Linked DNA regions of Mus musculus: region 2 is linked to region 1. The links are chromatin contacts, called in public promoter capture Hi-C maps. All regions are on one chromosome and are shown on one strand. Each heading gives the region's core, a stretch centred on a gene start, on an enhancer-like site or on the middle of the called end of the contact. The rest is flanking DNA. Distances are from core to core; before and after follow the strand shown. Region 1 holds the start of Npm3 (nucleoplasmin 3). Region 2 holds the start of Pdcd11 (programmed cell death 11).

Region 1 (4,546 bases), core at 1,104-3,603:
TTTGGGTCTTGTGTTAGGGTCAGGGCCTCTTACGTGGGGCTCTCTAGGGAGAGATTCTTAAATAAATGGAGTCAGCACTATTTTCTGCATCCAGTGTGGTTGCATTTCTCACCTAAGAGCAACGAAGTTCACTCTCTTTACTCTCCTTGGTGTGCTGGATGAAATGTCTCTGTTCTTTGGAGACATGGCTGGAATGAGAAATTTAGTGAGTTTCAATTTGGGCAATTTTTCTGCTTTTTGTAAAGTTCTGGGCAACTGTCTCCTGTAACTGTTGGTTCAGGCCATTGAGCTTTGTTAGGGACAAATGTGCATTTGTTTGTGGCCAAGGCCTAAATTGACAAACTTGTAAATCTCTGTATATAGATTAGCTGTAACCCGACTGTTCTTTGTTTACTGTTTTATATATTATGGGGTTTTTTTTTCCTTTGAAAATGAAAGGTGTTGGTTTAGGATGGCACTTTGAATTATGTAAATCAGTGAATGGTAGATTTCCTTTACATCTGTCCTTTTCTTCCTAATAGTTTTTATTTTTGAAGTGCCTCCCACATAGGGTTAGGCCATGACTATTTAGGGTATGAGCACCTAACTTCTTATGACTCAGATATGTTGGGAAGTGCAGTAACTCCTGGGAATTAACCTTAATAGCAGATCCGCATGTGAAATGTTCTGACATTGTTAAGTAAGGGTAAGGGGACTGACCAGTGGTCTCCTTTGTCCTTGAACAGTTGTCATTTAATCGCAAAGACCTGTTAACTACTGGTTTAATCGAATCAGTCCTTAATTCTTGCATGTTTGTATCTAATTTTTAAAAGAAAGAATAAGTATATGTTAACAATATGTATACTTTTTCTTTTAATCAGAGATTCTGAAAACTTCATGTTATTTTAATTTAGATTTGGTGAATTTAAGGGTTTTGAGCATGAAGCTGGCACATAGTGTCTGCAGGATTATTATTCTTTAATCATGGCTAGCTATCTAGTAACGTCATAGATTTTCAACAGTCTTTTGTTACCTTGCTTTCCTCCAGTTCTACATAGCTTTTGAACTTTGAGCTGAGGGGGGAGAGAGAAGAGGGAGCTTGAAACATTTTCCTTTCTAGAACTCCAGTGTGAGCTTGTGAGGTAGTCTTTTAGCACTATATAGAGTGGACCCAGGGAGGCCCAAGAACCAGAGGCCCAAGAGTGTGCTGAAATGTGCCGCCTCCTTAGGGTGCGAACCTTTGCGATAGGATGTGCTGTGAAACCTAAGTCAAGGTTGGTTTTGAAGGCTGGGGTGAGGGGCAAAATTGTTACTAGATATTAAGACCGTTTAATGTTCCTTAGCGTTCTGAATCCATCTCATGCCTCAGTGAGAATTACAAGGTTTTATTCAGAGCGTTTCAGAGTTTCATACGGAATCAGGAATTGAACAAGTTGCTTTTTGTTTAATGTTGGCTTTCAATAATCACATGGGATGATCTTCTGGACATAAGTGAAAACATGTCCAGGTCTCTACTGTCATTGCTGTAGGATAAAGTGCTCTGCCATCTTCCATGGTTATGAATATTTATTAATGTTGGAATAACATTTCATTGTTTAGATCACAGCTCAGTTCCTATAGAAAACGAACTGTAAACCTATCTGCAGACCATGCAAGAGGCACAATAAAACTTGAAGTGAATGTGTGCTGTGCTGCTTTTTCTCTGGGTTCTCCCTTTTTTTCCCTCACATCTCTTGATCCCTTAGGTATCCGAAGCTATTTCAGTGTAGGCTGGATTGAAGACAGCCCTGCCCTCCTGCCTTCCACAGCAAAGATTTTTCTCAGAAAAGTACATTTGTTTTTGTTTTTAAGTAAGTTGCTCTGTTTACTACAGGTAAAATTTGTGTGAAGTTGGGGGGGGTGTCACAGAGTTCCTCACTGGAACATGGCTTCATTTCCTTAGATAAAGGAATTTTGGTGGTGGAGGGGGGGGGTGGGTCGCCTAAAGAGGAGGCTGTACTATGAACAGTAGTTGATCTCCACATCTGAGTTTAGGTCTTGGCTGTCAAGCCTCCAGCATGATCAGGAAGCGGGGGGGGGGGGGGGGGGGGGGGGGGTGTGAGTAAAAATGGCTGCTCCGTACCCCAAGTTTACTGAAAAAGGAGATACGAAAGGTTTACACTAACATCTGTATGTATATATCCCCGGGTTGGAAGAAGGGGCTTCAGTGAGTGGACGCTAACTTTAAGCCCTCGTGGAGATTTCTTCTGGGGCCTTGTTACCTGTCCTCGTGGAAGAGGCGACGACTGCTCCTCCCTGCTTCGTGTGGCGAGCGCGGCTCCTTTAATGGGCGGGACCGGAACTGGCTGAGGCGGGGGGCGGGGCGCTCACGGCCGTTTCAGCATGGCGGCCGGCGCGGCGGCTGCTTTAGCGTTCTTGAACCAAGAGAGCCGAGCCCGAGCTGGGGGCGTCGGGGGCCTGAGGGTCCCGGCCCCGGTCACAATGGACAGTTTCTTCTTCGGTATTGAACGCGGGAGTGGCAGAGTGGTACGGGGCGGGTGAGGCGTGGCCGAGGAAGGCGGCCGGGCGCCGCTGTGGCCGGGCGCAGCTGTGGGCCGAGGGCTCCTCGCTCGCTCGCCCTAACCGGTTCTTCCCGAGTGGGATGCCCGTCCACGTGTTCTGGGCGAGCAAGCGGCCGGTTCCCCCCCCGCCGCCGCGGCACATGGCCGGGTGGAGGGGACAGCGGAGTTTGTGGAGCGTCCTCGCGCGCTGTCCCCTCCACGCGTGTACCCAGGCGACACTCGCTGGCTCTTGCAGGTTGTGAGCTCTCCGGCCACACCCGCTCCTTCACTTTCAAGGTTGAGGAGGAGGATGACACGGAGCACGTGCTGGCGTTGAACATGGTAAGGGGCCGCAGAGGGAGTTGGAGATGCGGGGGGCTAGCCGACACTCCGCCTGTCGCCCCTCTCCTCCACCCTCTGGTCCCCGCATCCGGTGCCACTGGGACTAGGCCGATTTTGGGGTAAGACGCCTTGGCTTTGGTGTCAGCCCTCCCTCACTTGAGACGCTGAGGTTCTGCCTGCCTTTCAGCTGTGCCTTACCGAGGGGGCCACGGACGAGTGTAATGTGGTGGAAGTTGTGGCCCGGGATCACGACAATCAGGAGATTGCAGTTCCTGTGGCCAACCTCAGGTTGTCTTGCCAGCCCATGGTGAGTTGGAGCCGTTCATTCCTCTCGGAGTCTGGTGGGACTGAGAACTTCGGTATTGATCTCCAAGTGGGTGGGCCAGCACGGCTCAGCCCGTCATTCTTGTCTTCCAGCTCAGTGTGGATGATTTCCAACTCCAACCACCTGTCACCTTCCGCCTGAAGTCCGGTTCTGGCCCAGTTCGGATCACTGGCCGGCATCAGATCGGTGAGAAGAGTGGGCCCTCTCCACTCCCGACTTACCCCAGTCTCATCTCCTAGTGTGTCCTGCATCTCAGGCTATGGTTCCAGTATTCTGTGCCTCCCACTGCCTCCTTCAGGCCTGGGAACTTGCTGTACCCTGCCTGCCCCAGGGGTCCAACTCCAGCGAGGTGGGTGGGCTCTTTTCCATCTAGACTTGGGGACTCTGGGAGATGAGGTTCCCTGTCAGCCTAGCAGCTGAATGAGTGGCTCTATCCTTGTGTATCCACCAGTTTGTATAAACAACGACCTTTCTGAAGAAGAAAGTGATGATGAGAGCGAAGAAGATGAAATTAAGCTGTGTGGCATCCTTCCTGCCAAGAAGCACAGGGGCAGGCCTTAGCCCCCTGGTGAGTGTGTGGGTGGAGGGTGGGGTCGGTTGGTGGGATTCCCGAAGGATCTGGGAAGTTTAGGGGCAGCAGGTGAGGAGGAAGACTCTGACTTCATTCTTGCTTTTCTCAGATCAGGTAACTGCTTGCTACAGGTGCCATGCTCCGTATGTTCCTGGACAAGTTCAAGAATGGTTTTCTCGATGAAGAGAATAGGGGGTGGGAGGGAGGGATGGACTGTGGTTCCTGAGGCTTCCCTTTTCTATTGGGGTGGGACAACCTTTGAACACCTCTTCTGACCCACCTAACCCAGATTCAGTCCCCAGCACTGCAAAAAAAAAAACAAAAAACAAAAAACAAAAGAACATGAAGTTCAGAACACATTTTTAACACTTTGTACTTTTTTTGATAAATATCTAAATAAAGTGGTGTACGGTTGGTTGTTTTGCAATCCTTGTGTGGCTTTTTCAATGCTGAGATGACATTTCCCCAGGGACCACCAGGTGGCACTGTGGCCGCACAAAGGTTGACCTAGCTCTTGAGTTGGTGAGATGTGGGATCCGATTCCCCAGGGCTTTGGGCCCAAAGCAGGCCTAAGTTCCTCGGCCTTGCTTGCAGAGGGGACCTCTCATTCCAGCCTGTTCCATGTTCCTGCAAGTGGGGGAGGGCCGTCACAGGAGGTTATCAGCTTCCAAACAAGGGGTCTGGGCCTCTGTCAGCACTCAGGCTGATGGGCAGGGGGACAGATAAGTGGACTTAAGAAACCTGAGGAATGCATCTCGAGCCCCATGAGGGGCTAGGCCCAGGGAGAGG
Region 2 (4,546 bases), core at 1,124-3,623, 1.3 Mb before region 1:
CTATCCAGTACCCTTTTTTCCCATCCTTTTCAAGTGGCACAGACTCCCTAAGGACAAATTACAATAGCACTTCAACGTCAAATACTTAACGCCGTGCGCGTCAAAAGAAGCCTGAGGTGGTAGAGCCTCTTTAACAAGTTCAATTTCTAGAAGTGAAGTCAAAGAGAAACAAACTGGAAAATAACTGGTGCCAATGAGGCTCAGTCTTCCCAAAGATGCCAAACAGCACACCACTTACATCAAATAAGTTGTCTTGTTCAACCACCTGCTGGGAAGACTTCTCTGATTTGTGGAGTTTCCGTGTCCCCCCTCGGGGGAAGCTTTCCTCCAGGTTTGCCATGTTGGGGTCTTCTGCAGCTGATGGGAAGACAATGGTGAGCTCTAGCACTGATGGCTGGCTTCATAGAGCACATGATCAGCAGGCAAGAGAACCTTCTAGCAATGAACAAGATCCAAGAGTATGATTAAATAGTCCATATGCTGCTGTGTGGTGGTACACACCTTTAATCCCAGCACTACGGTGACAGGCCAAAAGGTCTGAGTTCGAGGCCAGCCTGGTCTATAGAGTAAGTTCCAAGACAGCTAGGGATGCATTAGAGAGAAACCCTGTCTCGAAACACCAAAAAAAAAAAAAAAAAAAAAAAAGGCATGTCAGGCTCCCATTTTTTTCATCTTTCCAATATTGTCTACCTCAAAACCACAAACTATACACTGTGCACGATCTTCCAGGAAATGCATTCTATGTAGCAAATGTTCATTTAGTGTTAATCATTGTAATTATGTGAGGTGTGTGTATATATATATAATTCCATACCGCCAAACATACATTATTTAGAAAACAAAATGTAGGTAAATTAAGGTAAGCCGGGCAGTGGTGGCGCACGCCTTTAATCCCAGCACTTGGGAGGCAGAGGCAGGCGGATTTTGAGTTCAAGGCCAGCCTGGTCTACAGAGTGAGTTCCAGGACAGCCAGGGCTATACAGAGAAACCCTGTCTCAGGGGGGAAAAAAGTAATTTAAGATACAAGTCAGATTATAATGCATAAACAAAAGAGAAGTGGCAGGATTCTGTAAAGATGAACACTTCATAAGAATGATGCTTTTGAGCTGTACATTAAATAAATAAAGAACCGGGTCTGGTGGTCCATGCCTTTAACTCCAGCACTTGGGAGGCAGAGGAAGGCCTATCTCTGTGAGTTTCAGACAAGACAGGACTCCATAATGAGACCCTGTCTCAAAAATAACTATAATAATAGTAAATAGAAATATGATGGTAGACAATGCTAAAAACAACAACAACAACAACAACAACAGAGAAACAAGAAAAAGTTTGCCAGGCGTGATGACACATGCCTTTAATCCCAGCACTTTGGGAGGCAGAGGCAGGCGGATTTCTGAGTTCGAGGCCAGCCTGGTCTACAAAGTGAGTTCCAGGACAGCCAGAGCTATACAGAGAAACTATGTCTCAAAAAAAAAAAAAAAAAAAGAAAGAAAGAAAGAAAGAAAAAGTTTATTTCTCAAAATACACCAACCAGTTGCCTGTCAAACAACTCTTCAAAGGCTTTCTAAAAAGCTGAATTATTCAATTAAGCTACAGGGAAAATAAAGCATGGTAACAACTTATATTTTAGAAAATAATTTGGCTCTTTGGTGAAAGATACTTAAAAAATTAATAGTTTGCGTTTACTTGGTACTTCAGAGCCATGGGGAACGTGACAAAATAATGGAGAATATTCCTCAGTCTACAGATTGGACAGAAGTGAAAGCCAGTGTAAGGATTTAAACGATGCACATCAGGGAAACCATGAGAACCAAGACGAGGTATAAATGAAGACGCAGGGCAGCCTGGTTGGTTCTGGGATACCTAGGAAGAAAACTTTAGTAGCCGAGTGAGACTGTGAAAGGGACGACGAACGAAAAATGTAAGGTTTGTTCTGTTATGGGTGCATGCTTCGTAGAAACAGTATAGCTCACAAGGTCTACTTCGCTGGGACTCTATAGTTCCCATTATAGACCCGATGAGACCGAGGCACCAAACAGTCTGGCGATCACGTAGAGAAGGCACTTAAGGTACCTGCAGAGGACAGCATGGCTTGCATGAACTGCTAGCTCCGAGGGGATTGAGGGAATAAGACCTCCCATCCCAAGCCAACTGTGCTTAGCACGAAACCCGGAGACCCAGGCCAGGAAGCCGAGGTGACAGGCATGAAGTCTCCTCCCTCCACGCCGAAGCTCCCGTGTCATCAGCCCCAAGGCTCCCACCGCCGCATACCTCACGGAGCGTCTCAACGCAATCGCACGCGCAGAACAGGGAGCCGACAGCTCCACGCGACTCGTCCACGAGCGTAGGTAAGACCAGGGCTACTTCCGTTCTGACGTCGGGTCTGACGCCGGCTGAAACGGGAAGTAGAAGGGCGGGACTTGGCGTTTATAGCCAATCCACGCCGAGGGCCGAGTCGTCGCGGCCTGTCGGTCGCGTGCGGGGAGGGGGCGTCTTCCGGTCGGGCCGAGCTCGTCGCTAGGTTTGTTGAAGGACATCGGCCGCCGAGTTTGGGGTTCGGACGAAGGTGGGTGAGAAAGCGCTCTTGGCTGCTCGGTCCGGTGATTGAGCTTTGTAGGGCCGACTAGAGTCTGGCCGTTTTTCCAGCCCCGGAACAGCGCGAGGTTTTCTTTTTGCGGGGAGACGCTGGGGAATGGGAAAGGCGCTGGAGAAAATGAGGGTCAGGGCCCCATGGCGGATCTAGGAAGCCTCAGCACCGCGAGTGACGAGCGCCCCAGGGCTCGCACGGTTAGCGGAGAGCCTTATGCCCCACTTCCCAGTGTGGATTGGGAGTGAGGCCGGTCGAGAGGGGAGCTCCCCAAGGTCATCCATCCAGTGGATGTTGAGAGAGGACTCTGGATTTTGACCCCATCTCTGGCAGAGTTCGTGTGTCTTGGCCTCTATGGCCATAGCGATTTGTTTCCTCCGAGCTGCGATCGGGAAACCAGGTCTCCTTTACCTGCGCCGTGGCCTTTGTCAAAACCAGAGTAAACGTGGAATGGCCCTGCGGTTCTCCAGGCCTGGGCTCTAAAAACGGATTAGATTTTGTATCCCAGCGGTTCTGAACCTGTGGATCATGATCGCTTTGACAAGCCTCTATCTCCAAAAATATTTATTTACATTACGAGACTCCTAGCCGTAGCAAAATTACAGCTGTGAAGGAGCAACGGAATAATTTTATTGGGGGAGGGGGAAGAGAGGTTTCACCACAACAGAAGGAAGGTCGCAGCATTAGGAAGGTTGAGAGTCACTGCCGTGTTTGATCAGTGCAAGGGTTTCCACAGAGGCTGTTTGCTGCTTGTGGTCCTTTGACTTTCATCTTCCTTATACCTGGTGATGGCACTACTCCAGATAGGTGCCCATAAGACGGGAATAGCTGTATCCAGGAGCCTGTTACAAAGCAAGGGCAGCTGCTCACCCCAAGACTTTAATGAAATGCCCATTTCACATGGAAAGGCTGGTGGTATTTAATAGTAGTTATTGGATTATTTAGAAACAGAAGCAAAACCTGTCAGCTTAGACTTTGTAGCAGGCTGCTGTTCAACAGTAGTACATTTTTTTAAAAAATACTAACTCACAGGCTCACAATTATTAGTCTTTGGTGATTTTTTTCCACTACCAAATGGCTCTAAGCTTGCACATGACTGCAAGGACAGGACATTTTAGTTTTATTTGTTCCTATTGCCAGGTGTGAATGGCTTGTCCCTCTAGTCCCAACACTGTTGGGCAGATCTCTGTAATTTCAAGGCCAGCCTAATCTATGTAGTGAGTACAGGCATCTGGGGCTACAGACTGAGATAAATAAAATAAAATAAAAATTCCATACAGGGCATTGTTAACAATATTAACTGTTAAAAAAGGTCATTGTCCTAAAACAATATGCAGTTTGTTGGAAGGTGCTTTAAGCCTTAATATCACCTTTGCTTGCCATGTGGTGGTGCCACACACATTTACTCCCAGAACGCAAGGCCAGCTTAGGTCTACAGAGTGAATTAATCCTGTCTCTCCATGACAGTGACGGCAAAGACATCACCATCGACACCACTTAGATGGAAATCTAAGCTTCCTTTAAAACCCCAGTTCCCGTACCTTCCCTTTGTTCTGCAGTCAGAATGAGTTGTCTTTGGAATACATCATCCTTCTTGCAGTATTCTATAGAATGAAATTTAAGCATCTCAATATTAACCAATTATGACCAAATCTCCTCCTAACGGTGAAAGGTATCAATCACTTAAAGAGTTGAGAAGGTTGATGAGCTGGCAACGACAAGGAGTCTTAGTTTTCCGGAGGGTTTCTCATGAGAACCTACTTCATAACTTTAAAGAATGTATCATGAAGTAAATGGAGAAGAATGCTTTGGGAGTGTAGTGAAGGGGAGCTGGAACTATGAAGGGTTTGGTTGTTAATAGTGATTTTCCTGCTTTGGCTAGATTGGCCAAGATCTGTGAAAGAGACCCAGGGAAATTTAGATTTTCTTCATTGTTCCAGTAACCATTATGAAAGTATT

What was found. Capture Hi-C pulls out chosen DNA fragments and counts their contacts.
Region 2: a contact with region 1 is called in a promoter capture Hi-C map of adipose tissue, with 3 times the contacts expected there. The contact joins the promoter of Pdcd11 here to the promoter of Npm3 in region 1. A contact is called at or near these places in 2 of 39 promoter capture datasets (liver and neutrophils), 4 of 484 Hi-C or Micro-C datasets (all in embryonic stem cells), 1 of 115 datasets of contacts at active chromatin or transcription factors (double positive thymocytes) and 1 of 9 other capture datasets (adipose tissue).

The regions. Positions count from the first base shown.
Region 1 is chr19:45,747,372-45,751,917 of GRCm38.p6, reverse strand. It overlaps Npm3 (nucleoplasmin 3), which reads left to right and starts at 2,353. Exons shown (of 6, transcript NM_008723.2): 1 at 2,353-2,479; 2 at 2,776-2,861; 3 at 3,049-3,168; 4 at 3,279-3,372; 5 at 3,638-3,754; 6 at 3,867-4,184. The coding sequence starts at 2,362. The coding sequence ends at 3,747. Oga (O-GlcNAcase) reads left to right here. Exons shown (of 16, transcript NM_023799.4): 16 at 1-1,663.
Region 2 is chr19:47,088,593-47,093,138 of GRCm38.p6, reverse strand. Pdcd11 (programmed cell death 11) reads right to left here and starts at 2,373. Exons shown (of 36, transcript NM_011053.2): 1 at 2,272-2,373; 2 at 239-357. The coding sequence starts at 340. It overlaps Atp5md (ATP synthase membrane subunit DAPIT), which reads left to right and starts at 2,492. Exons shown (of 4, transcript NM_023211.5): 1 at 2,492-2,566.